2 separate regions of the Oncorhynchus kisutch genome follow, and region 2 is linked to region 1. Evidence: chromatin contacts called from public Hi-C data. All regions are on one chromosome and are shown on one strand. The core of a region is the stretch at or near the end of the contact, and the rest is flanking DNA. Distances in the headings are between cores, read along the strand shown.

Evidence for each region. A called contact is a pair of places that touch in the nucleus more often than the background predicts.
Region 2: a contact with region 1 is called in a Hi-C map of liver, with 15 times the contacts expected there. The contact joins the promoter of LOC109881787 here to the promoter of LOC109901787 in region 1. A contact is called at or near these places in 2 of 2 Hi-C or Micro-C datasets (liver and muscle).

What each region holds. Positions count from the first base shown.
Region 1 is chrLG13:70,600,223-70,607,205 of Okis_V2, reverse strand. LOC109901787 (40S ribosomal protein S19) reads right to left here and starts at 3,669. Exons shown (of 6, transcript XM_020497741.2): 1 at 3,607-3,669; 2 at 2,590-2,660; 3 at 991-1,091; 4 at 603-786. The coding sequence starts at 2,660.
Region 2 is chrLG13:70,781,260-70,788,820 of Okis_V2, reverse strand. LOC109881787 (trypsinogen-like protein 3) reads left to right here and starts at 5,887. Exons shown (of 5, transcript XM_020473899.2): 1 at 5,887-6,017; 2 at 6,452-6,626; 3 at 6,831-7,087; 4 at 7,198-7,331; 5 at 7,530-7,561. The coding sequence starts at 5,975. It overlaps LOC109881788 (apolipoprotein C-II), which reads left to right. Exons shown (of 4, transcript XM_020473900.1): 2 at 1,862-1,924; 3 at 2,227-2,428; 4 at 2,520-3,049. The coding sequence starts at 1,876. The coding sequence ends at 2,607.

The sequences.
Region 1 (6,983 bases), core at 2,420-4,919:
GTGAAATGTTTACGAGACCTTAACCAACAATGAAGTTAAGAAAAATAAGTGTTACGTAAAAAATGAATAATTAGAGCAGCAGTAAAATAACAGTAGTGAGGTTATAAACAGGGGATACCGGTACAGAGTCAATGTGCGGGTGCAGCGGTTAGTCGAGGTAATTGAAGTAATATGTACATGTGGGTAGAGTTATTAAAGTGACTATGCACAGACAGTAGCAGCAGCATAAGGGGGGGGGGTGCAAATAGTCTGGGTAGTTATTTTATTAACTGGCTTATTAACTAGTACATTTATCCAGATTTCATGCAAATAATATAATCAACACTAATGAAATTGAGCACTTGTAAGATGCTTTGTCTGTATGCGGTTTTGTTCAGTGGGCAACATGTTTTCAACAAGGGAAGAAAAAAAGAGAAAAATCAGTGGTGCTCTGGGACCTGGACTAGGTGATGTAATAAAACAGTTCATATCCGGTGTTTCCCTCTGTGCTCAGTAGAGATGTAGGATCTGCTTGCTTCCCTAAACCTAACCATGAGGACCAATGACAACGGCAACCTTGGCTCAGTGTCTAGGGATGTTCTAACCAGCATGGTTCTACTCACCCGTTGGGGTTCTTCTCCACCATCTTGAGAAGCTCGAGGGCCTGCAGCACCTTGCGGGCCACGTTTTTGGAACCGACACTGAAGTGGGCAGGGCACACACCGTTCCTCTGGCGACCACCATAGATCTTGGTCATGGAGCCCACACCGGCACCCCCACGCAGGTACAGGTGGCGCACTGTGGAAGCTTGGAGGGAAAAGAGGTCAACACCACTGATAGCCAGAGTCAATAACCTTATTACATAATTCTGCACTAACAGTCAGGAAAATCATTTGTGGCCAATTTTGGGGTAAACCAATGCCAATAACAGATTGGCTCTACCATACTAGACTAACGGCCTGAGCAGACAGGTAGTCCTGAAGGGAAGAATGTCAATGATCAAAATCATACCAGCTCTGGTGTAGAACCAGTTCTCGTCGCTGGGGGCCAGCTCCTTGTGTTTGGCCAGCTTGACAATGTCCACCCAATCCGGGACCTTCAGCTTTCCTGACCTGGAACAGGAAAAGCATACAGTTGAAGTGGGAAGTTTACATACACCTTAGCCAAATACATTTAAACAGAATTTCACAATTCCTGACATTTAATCCTAGTAAAAATTCCCTGCCTTAGGTCAGTTAGGATCACCACTTTATTTTGAGAATGTGAAATGTTAGAATAGAATGACTTATTTCAGCTTTTATTTCTTTCATCACATTCCCAGTGGGTCAGAAGTTTACATACACTCAATTAGTATTTGGTAGCATTGCCTTTAAATTGATTCACCTGGGTCAAATGTTTCAGGTAGCCTTCCACATGCGCCCCACAATAAGTTGGGTGAATTTTGGCCAATTCCTCCAGACAGCTGGTGTAACTGAGTCAGGTTTGTAGGCCTCCTTGCTCGCACATGCTTTTTCAGTTCTTCCCGCAAAAGTGCTATAGGATTTGAGGTTAGGGCTTTGTGATGGCCACTCCAATACCTTGACCGTTGTCCTTAAGCCATTTTGCCGCAACTTAGGAAGTATGCTTGGGGTCATTGACCAATTGGAAGACCCATTTACGACCATTATTTAACTGATGTCTTGAGACATCCACATCATTTTCCTGCCTCATGATGCCAACTATTTTGTGAAGTGCACCAGCCCCTCCTGCAGCAAAGCACCCCCACAACATGATGCTGCCACCCCCGTGCTTCACGGATGGGATGGTGTTCGTCGGCCTGCAAGCATCCCCCTTGTCCTCCAAACATAACAAGGGTCATTATGGCCAAACAGTTCTATTTTTGTTTCATCAGACCAGAGAACATTTCTCAAAAAAGTACCATCTTTGTCCCCATGTGCAATTGCAAACCGTAGTCTGGCTTTTTTATGGGTGGTTTTGGAGCAGTGGCTTCCTTGCTGAGCGGCCTTTCAGGTTATGTCGATATAGGACTTGTTTTACTGTGGATATAGATACTTTTGTACCCGTTTCCCCCAGAATCTTCACAAGGTCCTTTGCTGTTGTTCTGGGATTGATTTGCACTTTTCACACCAAAGTATTCATCTCTAGGAGACAGAACGCATCTCCTTCCTGAGAGGTATGACGGCTGCGTGGTCCCATGGTGTTTATACTTGGGTACTATTGTTTGTACAGATGAACGTGGTACCTTCAGGTGTTCGGAAATTGCTCCCAAGGATGAACCAGACTTGTGGAAAGTCTACATATTTTTTCTGAGGTCTTGGCTGATTTCTTTTGATTTTCCCATGATGTCAAGCAAAGAGGCACTGAGTTTGAAGGTAGGCCTTGAAATACAAGTAGAAGTGACTTGACAAAACTATAGTTAGTAACAAGAAATTTGTGGATTGGTTGAAAAATGAGTTTTAATGACTCCAACCTAAGTCTATGTAAACCTCTGACTTCAACTGTATGTTAGTCATTCACAAAAGCTCAATGCACCGCAAAGCAAAAATTGAACAACGCTTCACGTGTATGCGACTACATATACTTATATTACGAACGGAGTGGAAAACTCACTTCTTCAGGAAAGCTGACAGGGCCCGGACAAACTCCTGCTGGTTGACGTCTTTCACTGTGACACCAGGCATCTGCCAGAGAGGTAGAGAACTTCAGTATGAGGTACAATGTATGATTGATGCTATGTAGACTGCAACGAATGTCCTGGGTAGATTGAGGTCCTGAGCACATTCAATATGTAGCCTAGCTACTCATGTAACTAAGGTTAGTTATACAGTTATGTGCAGACGATAGGATGACTCGACTGCCCCAATACTCAAAACAGTTCATCTGATGACTACACGTCTATACACTACTATTGATAACCTTTCTGCAAACCACACTATCTAGCTCACTACTTAGTTAACTAGCCAGATGGGTGATGAACAGCTTGCTTAAGCAGGCAACTAACGTAAGTTGGCTAGCTAATTCCATAGGCTACTTATCTTCCTGTCAAACAGCGGCGATGGAAAACATTCACATCGTGATAATATACATCCCTCATATTGTGCGAAGTCCTGTATGATCTGAAGTCCAATTTTAGCAAAAAAATGATATCAGGGCAAACCATCTCACCAACAAACTGGCCACCGTTAAATAAAATTATGGTAACTGGAGTTAGCCACAATGCTAGCAATTAACCTATAAACCGACACATGTAACCACATCAGAAATTCGAGGCAGAAATCAAGACAGTTTAAGGATCACAGTCCAACTGCCGACGAGCGTAACACATTCAAATGAAAGACACCGTTAGCGCAGATATCATAATTGTCTTATCTAAAATGGACAAACAAAAGGAGAAATGTTTAGGCCCAATGCAAAGGCATGGGGGCAGCCATCACTGGAAGCTACGTGCGAGTGCCGCATGAAATTTTATTTTATTCTAAATAATCTACAAGACTCTATAGACTTTCCGGAAAACCCGGTATTTGTTCATTGATTGTTTAATGTATACGCGGTCAGTTATGGGAGAATAATTATCACGAAAATGTCATACAATTGGTCAAATAAGGCCGGAGACCAGACATCCTTTACCTTGCTTGTGGACAGCGAGAGGAAGAGGGTAAGACAGGGTTTCCAGCCCGTGTTAAAACGGGCGGATCTCGTTTGTTCTCGCGAGATATGACATCACCCTGCACATTCGTATTTTCCTCACCCGGTTGTTACATTTCTAGCCCAATCAGAGTAAAACCCGATGCATTTCAAAGCAGTTTGCAGTGCCCAAGGTTAAAGGCTACATCACAATCAAAAGCATTGAATTATGAAATTGTCTGCAAAAGAAGTGGCACGTGCCCTGGAGCAGCAATAGGAATTAATTAGCAGGTTTTTTTTGTGGTATATGGAAGTACTTTTTTATTGCAGCAATAGGATACTAATGTCTAATGTTACTATAATCTGCACAGTGAATGCAATAACCAGGATGCTGTAATTCAAAAAATTATGTTTTTATTATAATAATCTTGTGACATATCCCTGTGAAATGCATTGTAACCATATATTATCTTATGGTAAATATATAGATAAAATACATATATTTAAAAAATATATACATTTTCCTTTATTATTTTCCCCTAACCCTACCATCCCTCCCCTAATTGGAGTAAACCAATGGACAACAACACTTAGGCTTCTACTTCCAGTTTATACACACTATATAAAACCATTTCTTATTCTTAAGGGATTTCTACAAATAGCCTACTGACAGAGATCATTATCAAATTCCTTTGAATTCTGCATGCAACAATCATTCTTTATTTCTCATGGTACATTTCATCCATGAAAAAAAACCAATGCCACTTAATTTGCTCTTTGTTATCCTAGAAATAGCCGTTGAAAAATAAATGCACTGCTGCCTGAAACACGGCATGTGTAAATGTACTGCTACCTGAAACATGACACGTGTAAATGTACTGCTGCCTGAAACACGACACGTGTAAATGTACTGCTGCCTGAAACATGACACGTGTAAATGTACTGCTGCCTGAAACACGGCACGTGTAAATGTACTGCTGCCTGAAACACGGCACGTGTAAATGTACTGCTGCCTGAAACACGACACGTGTAAATGTACTGCTGCCACAGAACAATGCCCAAACCCTTCAGTGGATAAGAGATTGCGTTCTCTGTCCCTCTCTGATTTCTCTCCAATGTTTTTCTCTGTTCATCATCTCTTCCATCTGTGCCATTATGTTTACACACGTTTGAGTGTCTCCTTTCGTGTGTGTGTGTGTGCGAATTTGTACATGTTCGATTGACTTGAGTGTGTGTGTCTGCGAGTATATGTGTCAACTATAACCTTGGTCTTTTTTATTTACTGATTTACAATGCTTGTGGTGACCTTTGCACAGCTCAGGTGGAAAGGTCAGCACTGCTTCAACATTGACACAATTGATATGTTTGTATAGACACGACCAGGAGATAGGTGGGCAGAGAGGGTAATGACGGTTTATGAATGTGAGTTTATTCTGTCAGTCAGAGCAGAAGAATAGAGGGAGAGGAAGAGATAGGGAGGTAAAGAATGAGGGAAGGTTTACAGAGGACAGATTAGAACTGTCATAGACTTATATTGACATTTTACATGTACATTTTAGTCATTTAGCAGACGCTCTTATCCAGATTTATACATCCACAACATATCAGGTAATTTGGTCTTTTCTCATTTATTCTACTGTTCTAGACAGCTCTATTTTGCTATTTGGTATTTTATTAGGATCCCCATTAGCTGTAGCGATAGAGCTGCAGCTTCTCTTCCTGGGGCCCACAAAATCACCTTCTGTTCTCTATCCATTCTCCTTCCATTATATTCTCTTTCATATTTTCTGTCATCCATTGAGATTCCTAATATCTAAATCTAAAGCTCTGACTGTGTAGTGTGGCTGTGAGTCTGTATGCTTGTGTTGTCTCTCAATGCTTAATTGATTAGCAAAAGTAAATTAATCCCATTGAAAGCGACCAGTCACAGATTCAAACCGAAGACAACCACATAAGATGGAATGAACTCCAATAATGATTTGAAGGCCCTTCAAGGAGCAGGACAGGAGACAACTGTATCAACTGATTATGCAGCTGTATAAAACAATTATTCCAGTCAGTCATAATTATTATGAAAACGGACAACTTGTCGTCTGGATGTCCTGAAAAGGTCAAACTCATTATTCTGAGGAGACAGGTGGCATATTACAGCGCTAAATCTGCTATTTCAATATCCAGACGCTTTGCTTTATTTGAGCCCATTGTTTGAAAATGTTCTGAAATTACCTGTCAATCACACTCGAGCAAGTTCACACCAATGTCTCCTGCTCTGTCTGTCTGCTGCAGTGTGCGATGTTAGCGGTCTGTTTCACAGAGCCTACCCTCTCTACACTGTGTTTGCATGGTGCTCACATCCTCAGTGTGAGTGCTCTGTCAGGTCCAGTCTACGCTGACCTTTTCACTCTCCAAGTACCAGTACAGGTCTCTAATACCTAGAACAAATATTTAACCATCTCTCGCCCTCAACTTCCTGCCTCTGCGTCTCCCTTTTCATTTATTTTTCCTTTACTCTGTCCTCCCACCACTCGCTTTTCTCAATCAATCTTTCTCTTTTAGACCTCCCACTCACTCTCTCCATTCTTACCCCCTTTCTTCTCAAATTATTGCCATTGTCTTTTTCTTATTTTTTTATGTCCCAGGTAAATTGACTGAGAATGCTTCCTCATGTGCCCAATAATGTTTATACCATATTTTGTGCTGCTACCATGTTGTGCTGCTGCATTGTTGTGTTGCTACCATGTTGTCATGTTGTGTTGCTACTATGCTGTGTGGTCATGTGTTTCTGTCATGCTCAATCACTCTCAATCACATTTATTTATAAAGCCCTTTTAACATTAACATTTATTCACCTCAAATCTGAAATCCACAACAGAAGCTAGCCAGAAGCTAGCCAGAAGCTAGCCAATTCACTGGCTAACGTTAGTATTCAGCTAACCACGGTTGGTGGTCATCAGCTATCCTTTAGCTCGAAAAGCTATCGCCAGTTTTGTACAACGCGACTCAGACCAGAGCATAACCGGACCTATTTTCTCTCCATATCCCCGGATTTCTACCACAAGCTCTGGACATTTACACCTGGATCTTGCAGCTAGCTAGCTGCTATCCGAGTGACTGTTGGCTTACGTCGGTCCCAGAGCAAACATCAATTATTCCGGAGCTAGGCAGCTGAAGAGTTCCATCAGCCACTCCTGGGCTACAATCACCTATCCGGACCCGTTTTACTGTGGACGCGGAGCCCCACCGAGCCTTCACAACTGGAATACCGATGTTATCTGCCCGAGGGAGTTATCCAACTGGCCCCTCCGTCGCAACGTTACCTGAACGCCCATCTGCGGCCCTCTAATCGTTAGCTGTCTTATCGGCTGCTATCTGAATAGGTC
Region 2 (7,561 bases), core at 4,638-7,137, 180 kb before region 1:
TACACAGCACTAAATTTAGTAAACAAAGAAGGGAAAAAAAGCTTTCCATATTAAGGCAAAGTTCAATATTTCACAACTTAATGTTGAGTTTGTAGTGTCTGTTAAAAAGAAAACTGAAGCATGGATTACAGTTTCTCCTGGCCCATAAACCCTTTCAGGGTGAGGAAACATCTAATATCTAATAAATACTGAACTCCCCCGTTAAACCAATCAAGTCTAACACGGAAAATGTAATGTAATACTGGAATTGTACAATCATACTTTATTGTAAAAGCACTTGACCTCACACACACACAGCCAGGACAGGTTATTAGGAGGATCTAGCTAAAAGATCATGGCAGATTCATCACAGTACACCTGAAGATGTGGATGATGCAGTTTAAACAGCCCACAGCTACAGCACTGGGCTTCACATGAGATATTCAGTGATAACAGATCATGCTGCCCCATCATTAACTTCCACTGGTAGTGAGTCATTGACCGATAGTTAACCAGCCCCACCTGGCGAATCTTTGTCTTAGTTTACCATCACCATTTGAGCGCAGTGGGGTCTGTGCTAACCAGTAGTAACCAGACCGACGGACGTGTCACTGTTGATCTAGACTTAGGACTGTGTGCTTAGGCATGGGAGGGGGTAGGTGGAAGGGGGTGGTGGTAGGGGTTTGTAATATGAACTCTACGGACTTAATAAAGACCAATAAAAGTCAACCAGTCTCCAATCAAAACCAATCAGCAAGCAGGATAACTTGTTCTGTTACATTTCAATACAGCTATCTGGATTGGCAAATACACAGATTCCCTACACTAAACTCAAATGATACTAAATAAACAAATGATGAACCTGTTACTGTCATAGCATCTCCATCGTTGACCCTGTCTGCCCTCTCTTACTTTCTTTATCACATACACAAACACCTGAACAGTGGGTGTTTATCTCAGAGGAGTGCACTTTGGCTCGGAGAACGACAAGTCAACACATCTCCACTCATATATATACAGGCTATCTCACCGCTGCCTCTCAGCTACTGCCTGCTATTCATTCCTGTCACCCAGTACGGAGAGGAGAAACAGTGAGTACAGCCATGTTCGTTTGGTTCACCCTGTTTTGGTTCACACATCTGCATGGAGAAAAAGAAAACACCTCTTAGTCATGATAGTATCACTGTTATAAGGTGTTGTAGATGGGTATTGGGTGGGTAAGATGGGTATTACACGTCTGTCTCCAGACTGTTGGACAAAACACTCCCTGGGAGAGATCAAGTAGAGGGTATTGAGAGGGGTTCCAACTGAACGGAATAACTAAATAAATTATAGCATGTCTATACAGATGTAGGACCTTAATTTGATCACCCTGTTATTACATGACAATAGGGGCAGAGCAGGAAATGCAAACTTGTAGGATATTCAAGATTTTAAAAGGCTTCTAAAGTTTGCAATTTAACATTTCAGACTTGATTTGCTAACTAAACATGTATCAACCCCCTACAAAAATGGCCATTAATTATAATAATATTATAATGATTATTTCCTGTTTCTCCAGGATTATTTTCCTGCTGTGAGAAACTGGTCAAAGTAAGATCCTGCATCTGTATGTGGTCTGCTGCATCATAGTGAGATACAAACCCAGAAAAATTATAGTTTCATTGTCATTAAAAACATTGGCAACCCCAGAATAGCCTTACCGTAGTCATTGGAAACATGTTAAAAGACACGTTTGAGATGAAATGGAAGAGATTAGATGAGCCTGAGATGAGATCAGGCTAAGAGCAGAGCTCAAAAGGAGGAGGAAATGATGCTGACTAGTGGACAAGTTGATGAATGGTTTGTCTGACCCTCACCAAGATGTTTGCTTTGCACACAGATCTGAGTGACATCATGAACAAGCTTCTGGTCATCACTGTGCTCGTCACTCTTCTGGGCCTCAGTAAGTACACAGTCAAGAACCTGACTGACTAACTGACTGACTAACTGACTGACATACTGGTGATGTTCCAGCTTGTCTTTTATGCAGTCTCACTGTGCATCCCAGAAAGTTGTTTTATCATAATAGCATTTCTCTACACCCACAATAACATCTACTAATTTTGTGTATGCGACCAACAAAATTTGATTTGATTTGAAACGTTAAACACTCCAGATAAGAGCACCACGAGCAGCAATATTAACTGACTGACAGACTGACCAACCAACCATTTTGACCCTCTAACCCTAACCCTCCCCTTCCAGGTGCTCAGGGCCTCCGTCTGCCTAGGCAAGCCGAGGACGGTACGCCTGAGGAACCGGTCGCAGATGTTGCTGAGGCTGATGGAGAGCAGGGAACCCTGGAAAAGCTGACCAGCACCTTCAAGGGCTACTACGACACATCCATCAGCACCGCCTCTAGCTGGCTGGACAGCATCGATGGCCTGAAGCTGAAGGAGAAGGCCGCGTAAGACACACACACACACACAAGAACGGAACAGCAGGTCAAGATAGCAGGCTGACAGTTAATGCACTGTCCATGTGTCTGTGTCCATCAGGAATGCCCTCAGTGACACCACTGTGGCGGCGATGACTTACGCTGGCATCCTGCAGGACCAGGTCTACCACATCTTATACCAACAGTAAAGACCCTTCCTTGTTTCCCTCTGTGTCCCCAACGTCCTCAAAATGCTTTTGTGAGGAGAGCGTCACAGCTGTGGGCCCCTACTCTCTCATCCTGGAGCCTCTGATCAGCTTCACCAGACCTCCAACCCTCGGTGACGTCCCCCTGGAGTCTGTGTAGATTGAAATACAGTATTATTTTATGTCAACATTTTACGTTTCAGTCATTTAGCAAACGCTCTTATCCAGAGCGACTTACAATTAGTGCATTCATCTTAAGATAGCTAGGTGAGACAACCACATATCACAGTCGTAGGAAGTACATTTATTTTTACAATAAAGTAGCTATCAGCAAAGTCAGTGAAAGTAGGAAAATACTTTTTTTTAATGTTTTTTTTAATGTCAACGTATCTTTAAATAAAAACATGCATTTGTAGAAAACCAATAAACCCTATGTGTTTCTTGAGGGGCATTATTCATATTTTTTAAATTTATTTTATTTCACCTTTATTTAACCAGGTAGGCAAGTTGAGAACAAGTTCTCATTTACAATTGCAACCTGGCCAAGATAAAGCAAAGCAGTTCGGCACATACAACAACACAGAGTTACACATGGAGTAAAACAAACATACAGTCAATAATACCGTAGAAAAATAAGTCTATATACAATGTCAGCAAATGAGGTGAGACAAGTGAGGTAAAGGCAAAAAAGGCCATGGTGGCGAAGTAAATACAATATAGCAAGTAAAACACTGGAATGGTAGATTTACAGTGGAAGAATGTGCAAAGTAGATATAGAAATAATGGGGTGCAAAGGAGCAAAATAAATAAATAAATAAATACAGTAGGGAAAGAGGTAGTTGTTTCGGTTAAATTATAGATGGGCTATGTACAGGTGCAGTAATCTGTGAGCTGCTCTGACAGCTGGTGCTTAAAGCTAGAGAGGGAGATGAGTGTTTCCAGTTTCAGAGATTTTTGGAGTTCGTTCCAGTCATTGGCAGCAGAGAACTGGAAGGAGAGGCGGCCAAAGGAAGAATTGGTTTTGGGGGTGACTAGAGAGATATACCTGCTGGAGCACGTGCTACAGGTGGGTACTGCTATGGTGAACTGTGAGCTGAGATAAGGAAGGACTTTACCTAGCAGGGTCTTGTAGATGACCTGGAGCCAGTGGGTTTGGCGACGAGTATGAAGCGAGGGCCAGCCAACAAGATCATACAGGTCGCAGTGGTGGGTAGTATATGGGGCTTTTGTGACAAAATGGATGGCACTGTGATAGACTGCATCCAATTTATTGAGTAGGGTATTGGAGGCTATTTTGTAGATGACATCGCCGAAGTCGAGGATTGGTAGGATGATCAGTTTTACAAGGGTATGTTTGGAAGCATGAGTGAAGGATGCTTTTTTGCGAAATAGGAAGCCAATTCTAGATTTAACTTTGGATTGGAGATGTTGGATGTGAGTCTGGAAGGAGAGTTTACAGTCTAACCAGACACCTAGGTATTTATAGTTGTCCACATATTCTAAGTCAGAACGATCCAGAGTAGTGATGCTGGACGGGCGGGCAGGTGCGGGCAGCGATCGGTTGAAGAGCATGCATTTAGTTTTACTTGTATTTAAGAGCAGTTGGAGGCCACGGAAGGAGAGTTGTATGGCATTGAAGCTCGCCTGGAGGGTTGTTAACACAGTGTCCAAAGAAGGGCCAGAAGTATACAGAATGGTGTCGTCTGCGTAGAGGTGGATCAGAGACTCACCAGCAGCAAGAGCGACATCATTGATGTATACAGAGAAGAATCAGAGAAGTAGTTAGTGAACCTGTCGAGTCTGCCGATGAGGATAAAATATATATATATATGAGTCAGTACGATCATTGTACTATGTGTTTTATTATCAGACAAAGTTGAGAGAGGTGGGATATGTTCATGCATATCTCCCACAGGTTTGTGACAATATGGTTGTGTGTACATCATGTCTCAGAGTTTACAATATGGACAATACGGAGTCTCACAATGCCTACTGTACATAACTATCACCTAACTCTGAGTCAACTGCCTCTCGTCTGAATATAAGAAGCAGGTCATATAGAGGAAAAAGTCAACACCGATTCCTGTGACTGTTTCTGACAGACAGGTTCTCAACCAGAGCTTGAGTTTCTAAATGAGTGGAAATAAAGGGTGTCCTTTGGGTTTCTGATCTCAGAAAGGTTCAAAGTGAGCTATTCATGATCCTTTTGAAGCTGCAATGATAACAGACAGAAATAATACATTTGACCTCAAATATGATCATGTTCACTGAAGATGTAAGAGCCTGGAGCTACAAGACCACAGAGAAGAACATCTTGAACTGTTCGTTAATCTCTTCATAGGGTGGTGATACACTAGCAGGGATATGGCCAATCTGATGTAGCCTCAGTCTAAGATTCATTCAAACGGACTCAAAATGTATTCAAACTAAATACCTCAAATCCCTGAGTACCTACGTTTCCCCATCTTGATTTCCCAATTCTCTCACAACTTTATCTGTCTCACGAGGCCACATTGTTACCTTCTGTTAGTAATCAACCCACAGTTAATGAATAGCTTCACTTGATATTACTAAACGAGGGCACTGCACATTGATACAAGGGGTTACATAATGGTAGATCCCACTGAGTACTTTCATCACAGTGAAATATTAACTCTAAATGCTAGGAATTATATGAGAAGCCTTATCGCTCTTGTTTATTCGTTTTTCCCCAATGGTGACAGTAAAAGGACATAGCACCTGTACTACAAAGAACAACACATGTGTCTCATACTAAAGGGCCAACATGTGTTTTAAATGAAAGGGCCTTTTGTTCTGTTGGTTTGTTTTTGCTTTGTTGTTTGTTGTTTAAATCATGTAAAAAATATATACTGTATATTTGTACTTGTGTCAAAAATGGTCAATTGTATGCTCTTATACAGATGTAAGATCTTCATTTGATCACCTTGTTGCAGGAGCTTGTTGTGTATTTGAGGTTTAAAAAGGCTCCTGAAGTATTTAATCTCCACCTAGAAATTTCAGACTTGATTTTCCCAGATTTTCCCTGTATCAACCCTTACAAAAATGTCCATTGATGATAGTGCACATAATAACTCAAATGTCCTGTTGCTGCAGAATTGTTTTCTTGCTCTTGAAAACTGTCTGAAATTAAGATTAATTTAAAAAAAGTATATTACAAACAAGTCTGTAATTGACTGAATGGGGGCCTATAACCATACCTATCCAGTCACAGACATGAGAGAAGTGCCAGGAAAACAAAGCACAGGTGCAGCCCAGGCAGTCAACTCCCAGAGATCTAAAGGCTAGAGACACAGATACACAGGTATAAAAGAACCACAGACTAAACCCAGGCTCATACAGAGACCAAGACATGATGAAGCTGCTACTGCTGACCTTGGCTTTGGGGTGTGCAGGTAAGACTGTAATATACAGTATCTACAGCATCATGAGACAGTTATGCAATGCAAGAGCATGAAGAATGATACCTTCTTTTAGAGACAGGTTAGGGAGGGAGATATATACGGCCGCGTAGCCTGGTGGTTAGAGCGTTGGACTAGTAACCGAAAGGTTGCAAGATCTAATTCCCGAGCTGACAAGGTACAAATCTGTCCTTCTGCCCCTGAACAAGGCAGTTAACCCACTGTTCCTAGGCCGTCATTGAAAATAAGAATGTGTTCTTATCTGACTTGCCTAGTAAAATAAAATACACTGAGTGTACTGAACATTATGCTCTTTCCATGACATATACTGACTGGGTGCATCTCAATATTAGGAAGGTGTTCTTAACGTTTTGTACACTCAGTCTTTACTCATCTATACTATGACCATTTCTCTCTCTCTTATTTAGCGGCTGTTCCAGTGGAGGAGAATGGAGCGTTGGTGCAGGAAGTTTGCCAACCCCACTCCAGACCCTGGCAGGTCTACCTGTGGAACACTAAGGGGGGCTGGTATGGGGAGGAAAGGTGTAGTGGTGCCCTCATCAACGAGTGGTGGGTGCTTACCGCCTGGAACTGCTTTGTCGAGTAGGTATTCCCCCTTTTTTCTTTTTCCGAAATCAGTGTAAAATGCATGCAGCCCATACTCTACTCTACTCTACTCTACTCTACTCTACTCTACTCTACTCTACTCTACTCTACTCTACTCTACTCTACTCTACTCTACTCTACTCTACTCTACTCTACTCTACTCCACTCCACTCTACTCTACTCTACTCCACTCCTCCTCAGACCTGGCCACACTATGGTTTCTCTGGGGGAGCATGACCTGACAGTGGAGGAAGGGACAGAGCAACATGTCCGGGTGGCCAGATATGTGCAGCACGGGCCGTACGCACGAGGCCCCTCACACAGCCTGGCAATGGTGAAGCTGGCAGAGCCTGCCCGGTTCACTCAGCATGTCATGCCCGTAGCCCTACCCACACGATGCACTCAGCTCCACGAGAAGTGTCTGGTCAGCGGCTGGGGCTCCACCGTACCGGGACAGGGTGAGTGGACCATAAAGCCAGGGGAGGGCTATATGCCTCAACCGAAATTAATGGAATAGATAAGCACCAAATAAACTCCCATGAGTCCCTATGTCTGTCCCTCCATACAGACGAGCCCAATCTAATCCTGAAGTGTGAAACCCAGCGGGTCATTGATGACAAGATGTGCCAGATAGCCTTTCCCCTTTATTGGATTGAACATGCATTCTGTGCTAAAACCATCATCTCAACAGACAACTGCCTGGTCAGTACATCAACAGCACAGTGCTTTGCAAACATGTATATTTTTTATCTCTGGCTGTTGCATTGGAAATGTGTAAGAGAATATTATGATCAACGAGCTAATCAAGATTTTCCTTTGTACTTTAATTTCACTGTGCCACCATACTCTGAGAGTTCTCCATGTCTACTTTTAACCTCTCTCTCTCTTTCACTTTCTCAGTCTGACCAGGGCAGTACTGTGGTCTGTGGGGG